Regions from separate parts of the Rattus norvegicus genome. Here region 1 is linked to region 2. Evidence: chromatin contacts called from public Hi-C data. All regions are on one chromosome and are shown on one strand. The core of a region is the stretch at or near the end of the contact, and the rest is flanking DNA. Distances in the headings are between cores, read along the strand shown.

Region 1 (3,523 bases), core at 674-3,173, 81 kb before region 2:
CTGGGTTCCCCTGGGGGTCGTGGAAAGACACCGGCTCCGAGTAGAGGTCGCCGCAGTTGGAATAGGGGGGCAGCGCCGGATACATGGCCTCCACGTCTCCCTGAGGAGGCTGCACCATGCTAGCCGTGGTCGTCTGCGTACTGAGCGCCCCTGAGGCCGGGGGCACCCCCAAGATGCCGGCACTCATGAGGCTAATGATGTTGTCCTGGCACCAGTTGGAAGGAGAGTCGAAAGCGAACTTTCCCAAGTAGGTCACGGTCTTGTTGCCTGGGGCTGGCTGGAAAGAGCCCGAATAAGAGAGTTCCGGATTGGGCTTCTCGTTGGTCAGACCGATGTCCATCACATTCTCTGCGGAGAGCGGGGGAGAGAGGGGAGGGGTGAGTGAAGCGGAGCCGGCTCCGGGCCGCGGCGCCCAGGTCCTTGCCCAGGAGTAGAGGGTGCGGCCGGCTGGAGTGCGCAGCGCGTGGGGTAAGAGGAACGCTGAACCCGGCGCAAAGCGGGCGGTGCCGCGCTCCCTGGCGCAACCTGGATACAGCAAAATACTACGGATCGGGGTGTGGAGTGGCTCCGGCACACACACCGCACACGCCGCGCACACACTCACGTACCACACACATACACGCACGCGCGCGAGAGAGCATTGTTGTTCTTCCCGAGGTGGGGCGGACAGGTAGCTGCAGCTACAGGTAGTTTCAGACCCGGAGCGCGCCCGGCTCTTGCTCTCCAGCACACACAACTCGACCTCTTCCCCGGGCCCTGTCTACTCCAAGACGCCGCGCCTTCATGCCCCAAGAGATGTCCCCCTACGCGCGCTGAGCCCGGGTGGCCGACCCAAAGAGCTTCGACGCTTTTGTCCTCGGAGCGCAGAAGGGTGCCGCCCGTAAAGGGAGCCTCTCCCGGCCCTAGTCTCCTCCCGGCCTGAAGGAGCTTTCTGCTCGGGCTGGAGGAGAAAAGCCTAAACCCAGCTAAGGAGAGTGGAGAGCGGCGGAAAACTGGCCGATGTCTCCACGGCGGGAGCGGCCACCTTCCCAAGCTCCCGGGTCCCAGGATCGCCCCCGGTGGCAAACCCTTTCCCCCGCCCCGTGGGTGAGCCCCCTCCCTCTCCCCGCCGTACCCACACCCCCAATGGCTTTGCTGAACGCCCCGGAAAGGCAGCGTCGCAGTACCTCTCCCACCGTGGGGACTCCACGCCGCACATGGCTCCATCCCGGGTGGGAGGCTGAGGGAGTAAGGGGGGAGAGCGCGGGTGAAAAAGACGCTAGGCTCCTCCCGAGAAAGGGGGCTACAGTACCACGCCTAGAGCGCAGCCCAGCGATCCGGCCCCCTGCGTGGGGAGGGAGAACCCCAGAGCTGCTCGCACCTACCTCCCTCCGGTCGGCGGCTGCCCCCACCCGGGAGAACCAAAGCCTCAACCGTGGCGTCTCCAACCAAGCCTTCCCGATCTCGGAGGGCGGGAGGAGTGGGTGGGAAAAGCAACTCGCCCCCCAGAAAATTCCCAGCGCGCCCCCCATCTTTCCATCCGTCTCTCCATCCATCCATTTCTGCATCCATCGATCTATGCATACATCGCTAGCTCTCTCCCTCCTCCTCGTCCTCCCCCTTTCCTTTCTCGCTGCCTCGCCGCCTCACGGCCACCCTTACCTGTAGCCATCTGAGTGTAATGGGCTACCGAGTCACTGCTGCCGGAGAAGAGGTTGAGCGCGCTGGGGATCTCCTCGGGGTACAGATTGTCAGGCAATTGATTTAGCAAACTGCTCATGGTCACCGGCAGCTTCTCGGCGAGTTTGCCGGTCATAGCACTCCCGAGCTACAGCCGCCACCGCCGCCGCCGCCGCCACCGCCGCCGCCTGTTCCTAACGCAGCTTCCAGGCTAGCGGCATCCGAGAGGCGATCCGTGGTGCAGGGGAAAAGCATGCGAGAGGGAAAGTTCGGGGGGAGGGGGGAGTGAAAAGGGGAAGGGGTGGGTCAGGGGAGGGGATCTATTCTTTTTTGGGGAGGTGGGTGGGAGAGGGGCAGAGAGGGTAATCCTCTCGGGTGCCTCAGCTGGTGCCGTGCGACGCTGGGTCGTGGGGGTGGGGTGGGGCGTGTGCGGGGAGTGGGATGGGGGCTGGGCTGGGGGGGATCTAGGCTCCAGGGGGTCAGACGCGGCTTCAGTATTGATCTCACAGACACGCGCCCGCCGACCCCCCCGCCCCCCCGATCTGCCACAGCCGCCGCCGCCGCCGCCGCTGCCGCCGCCACCTCCTCTGCTGCTGCTGCTGCTGCCGCTGCTGCCACCACCACCAACCAGCCCCGCTGCTTCCTAGCTAGCTCACTGCTGCCCAAAAGCTCCCAGCCAGGGAACTCCACCAGTCTATTTATCTGAGCCCCGGGAAAGCTCCGTGACGTAGCTGCCCATATATGGACAGACAAAGCCCAGCCGAAGGGGCGCGACGTCACAATGGAAGCTCCTCACAATGGAACATTAGAAAGCAGGAAGCGGGCCGCAGCCAACGTGCAGCGCCCGCACCGCTCGCCGTTCTTTATGAAAAAAAAAAAGTCAATTAGAAGATTAGAAAGAAGGAAAGCGAGAGGAGAAAAGAAAAGAGGGACGAAGCCGAAAGCAAAGCACGCGATGCGCAGTAACTAAACCTGTAGGTTTTTATTTGAGGGCTGCATTAGAGACAGAATTTAGCGGCTGGAGGGGTGGAGTTGTTTGCAATTGGCCTCCAGCACTCCAGCAGGAAAAAGAGTTCAGTACACTAGGGACAGGTTCCTTAGCAGTCTGGGAATTGTTGGGAAAGGGGGAGATGACCGCTTCAACCCAGGTTCCCGCATATAACTCCTGCCCTTCATTCAGCATCCTATCTTGATTGGACTCATGGAGAGAGGGAATACTTCCCTTTGGAGAAGGGGTTCCAATGTCCCAAGGCTCCTTAGTCTTGGACAGCTAGAACTTTTCGAGCCGACTTCATTCCGATTCACCGCCCACAGACCCGGCCCCTCCCTTGGGGCTCCTGACCCTGCACTGACTCTCAGTTGAACGCAGTGGCGGAGTAATGTGTAGCCGACTAGCTAGTTTCGCAGTGGGCAGAAGCTCCACACTTCTAGGGACGAGGGCATGAGTTTTTGGTGGAGATTAGGAAAGAGTGAAGTTTAGGGGGACAGAAAACACGTGCACCAACTAATTACCAGATAAATTCCCTAACGGTTCTAAAGCAAACCCCTTTGGCCACAGGATGGCAGGAGGGCCCAGCAGGCCGGGGCACAGTCGCTATCTACTGCGGCCGGCGAAGGGCTTGTGGCTGAGTTACAGCAGGAAGATGCGAAACCCACAGTTTCTAGCCGCCACGGCGGTCTCCCTTAGTCTTTACTCTCTCTGTCTCCCTCTGGGTTGTCCTCATTGCTGCCTGAGGGTGTCTTGCAGCCAAGGGCGGCCCCCTGTGCCGACCCAGGGTGCTGTCACCTCAACAGCGGATCCCGGGGGTGGGTGATGTGTTCCCTGAGGCCTGCTCCTGAAGCGCGCAGCCTGGCTGAGAGCGAG
Region 2 (3,558 bases), core at 462-2,961:
CAGGTCAGCTGGGACAGTCCCTTCATCCCAGGGCACCCTGTGGATCCAAGAAAAGTACAGAGATCAGAACTTTAAAAAGCAGCAGAGGACTCAGAAAATGGGAGGTGGTAGCTCTCCAAACCTTCCTGATAATTTCCTTCCTGCACTTGTCCCTTGAAATGAAAAGTTGCTAGTTACTTCCCCTCCCTAAGGATGGCACATGAGAGGGACCAAAGCTTAAACTAGCCCACAGGAGACACATATAAGATGAGCTCTTACAGAACTCTGCTGGGCACTGCACAGGGCTAGATGTCCCCGGATGGTAGAGTTATTGGATCTCTTGGTCCTAGAGTTACAGCGCTCTCTGTCTCTCTCTGTGTCTGTGTCTGTGTCTGTCTGTCTGTCTGTCTGTCTGTCTGTCTGTCTGTCTCTCTCTCTCTGTGTGTGTGTGTGTGTGTGTGTGTGTGTGTGTGTACCAAGGCCAGGGAGATGGCTCCAGGCTCTTCCAGAGGACCAGAGTTTGATTTCCAGCACCTACATCAGACAGCTTACAAACTGGCAGTAACTCTAGGACCAAGGATCTGATAGCTCCAGCATCCTGGGACATCTGCATTCATAGAGACAGATTCCCCCCGCCCCCGCCCCCCACATACACATGATTAAAAATAAAATAAATCTTAAACAAAAATCTTCTTGTCCTGAGAAGTCTGACTTCATAAGATGTCAAAATATATAGAATGGGGAACAGGGGTACTTGTGATCCTGTCGAACCCTAGGTGAGGGTTTTGGGGGTCCTACCAACATTCAACCAGCCTTTTAAGGTCTCACAAGTCTCCTCTTGAGAGGATCCCTTTGAGAAGTGAGGCAGCTCCTCAGGGGTGGGTATGACTGGGCCTGAAGGCAAGGGTCTACCCCGCTGTATGTCTACTCAGTGGTTGGGAACCTTCAGCTAGAAAAACAAGAATGGATGCTAAAGTGTCAAGTACACCTCTCAGGTTCCAAGCACGATTCACACTCCCTGTGATTCTGACACTGGCGTGGAGCAAGCACCCCTCTTATGGCATGCTGACCTAAAGACCTCTTAGTGAGCTGCCCTAAAAGCCGCATGGGGTGGTCATCTACCTATATCCCCAGGTAAAGGAACAGACCGTTTCTGAGAACTAGCCCCTCCCCCCCCGCCCACGCAAAGCCTCACAGTTAGCAAGCAGATTTGCTGGGGTTCAAATCTGTATTTCTGTCTTCTGAGCGGACAGCCCTTGACCCTGGAATGGTAACTAAATACCCCTTGTTCCTGTTGGCCTGATCTTGGGTGCTGTGTGGAATGGTGTTCCCTGAACTATCACTTGGGGGAGGGGGACACACAGGGGAGGGGTGTGACAATCCCTCTTCTGTTCTTTGCCTAGCCCACCACAACAACGACATGTTGCCCTGGCAGGTAGGCGGCCTCTCTTGTCAGTCCTGTGGAGGAGTTGGGAGTTCCGGGAGAATAGGAGGGGGCTGGGGCTGGTGGAAACTCCCAGGCACGGGGCTGGGAGTGGGGAGGAGGGACACGGGGGTGGGTCCCAGGCTTTTCCCCACACTTCCTCAGGGATCGCTTTACATAACCAGGCCTGCTTAGTCACTGCTTTTTTACTTTTTTTTGGAAACAATTTTCTCAGCATCACAGCTCCCCGTCTCCATCCCTTACTAGTCACCGGTGCTAGGGAAGTCCCTTTTCTCCTGTTCCCTAGGCAACCCAGCACATTTGCCTTTCAAATGCTCCAAGGCCTGGGCGGGGGTAGGAGTTCCCTCCCCCTGTACCCAGGCCGCCCACACAGCCACTCCTGCCTCAGTTGGCATGTCAGGTGGCCCAGCTGCCAGAGACATCTGGGGAGACAAACTCTGATACCCAACCTCGGACCTCATTCTGGACCCTCTGGCTTAGGCCCCCAGCCCCTAGCCCATGTCTGGAGATGCCCATATGGGCCTTTGGATTTGGTTGGCTCTCATCCTTCTCTTGGGGAGAGAAAGCAAGCCAAGAATCCCAGTGAAGCGACAAAGCTGGGATTTTCTCAGCAAGGCCCACCCAGGGCACTTGAGGACTGTAGAGGCCATTCTGCTGCTATATCTAGGTGAAGGGCCTGGCATCTTGGTTCCTTTCCTCTCGGTATAGGGGAAGGATGTGGAGTGTGGTCTACTTCCTTCCTACTCTATGGGTCTCTTGAAACTGTTTGTGGCAGTCTTGGTTATACAACAGTGCACAGTGGCTTGGGAAAATTAGATTTGAGGTACTTAGGGTGGCAGTAGGTCTCTCTTGAGGTAAGAAACACAGGACAGAGAATTCAGAAGGCCTGAACTTGTGTGCCTCCCCCACTTCCTTATAAAAGGTGAGACAGAGAGGCACTATCTCTCTGTCTCCACTGCTGTCTCTTGCTGTGTGTGTGTGTGTGTGTGTGTACCTGCAAGCTCATGCATGTTACATGTCGGGGTCAGAGGACAACGTGTGGGAGTTGGTTCTTTCCTATCACCTGGGTCCCAATCTTTGTTCACTGGGTATATTGACAAACACTTTTACCCACTGAGCCATCTCATGGACCCCTTTAATGCTGTAATGATTGACACAAGGCGCTTGGGGTTATGAATCAAGGGCAGTTGTACCAACTATGCAACAAAGTAGTAGGTATTGCAGAATGCATAGAATCCTTTTTTTTGCTCCTTCATTCAGCACACAAGCACACATTTGGGGAATGCCTACTCTGTGCTAAGTGTTGTCTACATCCTTAAAAACTATTAGATCTAGACCTCACCCTCTAGCAGTGTGAAACTGTCCAAGTTATCCATCAGAGAGTGCTCGAAAACAGCCGTCTTCACACAGGGCCTGTGGACCACATGTGGAAAGTCTCACTCACTCTCAGAGGGATGTTAATTAGGGGAAAGGTATTGAGAATTCATATGAACCAACTGTGAACAGATTTCAAAAGGTTGGCAGATGAGCAAGAATTAGAAAATTCTACACCTTTGAGTATGTTTGAATGTGTATTTCTCTAGGACCATGGTTCAATCATTGTAATGCTGTGACCTCCTTAATAGTCCCTCATGTTGTGGTGACCCCAAACCATAAATCATTTTGTTGATTTGAATTGTAATGTAAGCATCTGTGTTTTCTGATGGTCTTAGGCGACCCCTGTGAGAGGGTTATTGAATTCCCAAAGGTTGAGAACCACTGCTCTAAGGAGAAGCCACCACTAGTTTCCTACTAGGAATGCTAATTCTCTAGAAGGTTCTCTAGAGATTGGCCCAGTTTCAGAAGCAGCAATGCTCCAGGGTATCATAGGAAGGAAATCTGCATCTGCACACATCTGGAGCTTAGTGTCCACAGTGACATCTTAGTAGCCAGTCTTCTAGATCTCCCAGTCTTGCCTCTGTCATAATTGTGGGAAGGGCCTGTGGCAGCCAGAGTCCCAAGAGATGTCAGCTATCTCAGGTCCAGCCTCTGTCAGGAGGTCGTGGTAGACACCAGCTTCACCTAGGGGCACATTCAGCTTCTCTACTGAAAAGCCCCCCCCCCCCCCCCCCCCCGCCACCACACATACACCACTG

Evidence for each region. A called contact is a pair of places that touch in the nucleus more often than the background predicts.
Region 1: a Hi-C map of prefrontal cortex shows a contact between it and region 2, with 1.9 times the contacts expected there. The contact joins the promoter of Egr3 here to the enhancer-like site in region 2. A contact is called at or near these places in 3 of 12 Hi-C or Micro-C datasets (frontal cortex, hepatocytes and prefrontal cortex).

What each region holds. Positions count from the first base shown.
Region 1 is chr15:51,558,882-51,562,404 of GRCr8, reverse strand. Egr3 (early growth response 3) reads right to left here and starts at 1,923. Exons shown (of 2, transcript NM_017086.2): 1 at 1,642-1,923; 2 at 1-348. The coding sequence starts at 1,795.
Region 2 is chr15:51,478,109-51,481,666 of GRCr8, reverse strand. All of the region lies in intron 3 of Pebp4 (phosphatidylethanolamine binding protein 4), which reads right to left. Among named protein-coding and RNA genes, the nearest start is that of Egr3, 81 kb to the left of the region's middle. Within about 2 kb of position 1,711, at least 37 of the 93 cell types and tissues checked have an H3K27ac peak or open chromatin away from gene starts, as enhancers often do. A contact at or near this core is called in prefrontal cortex, where this site is marked.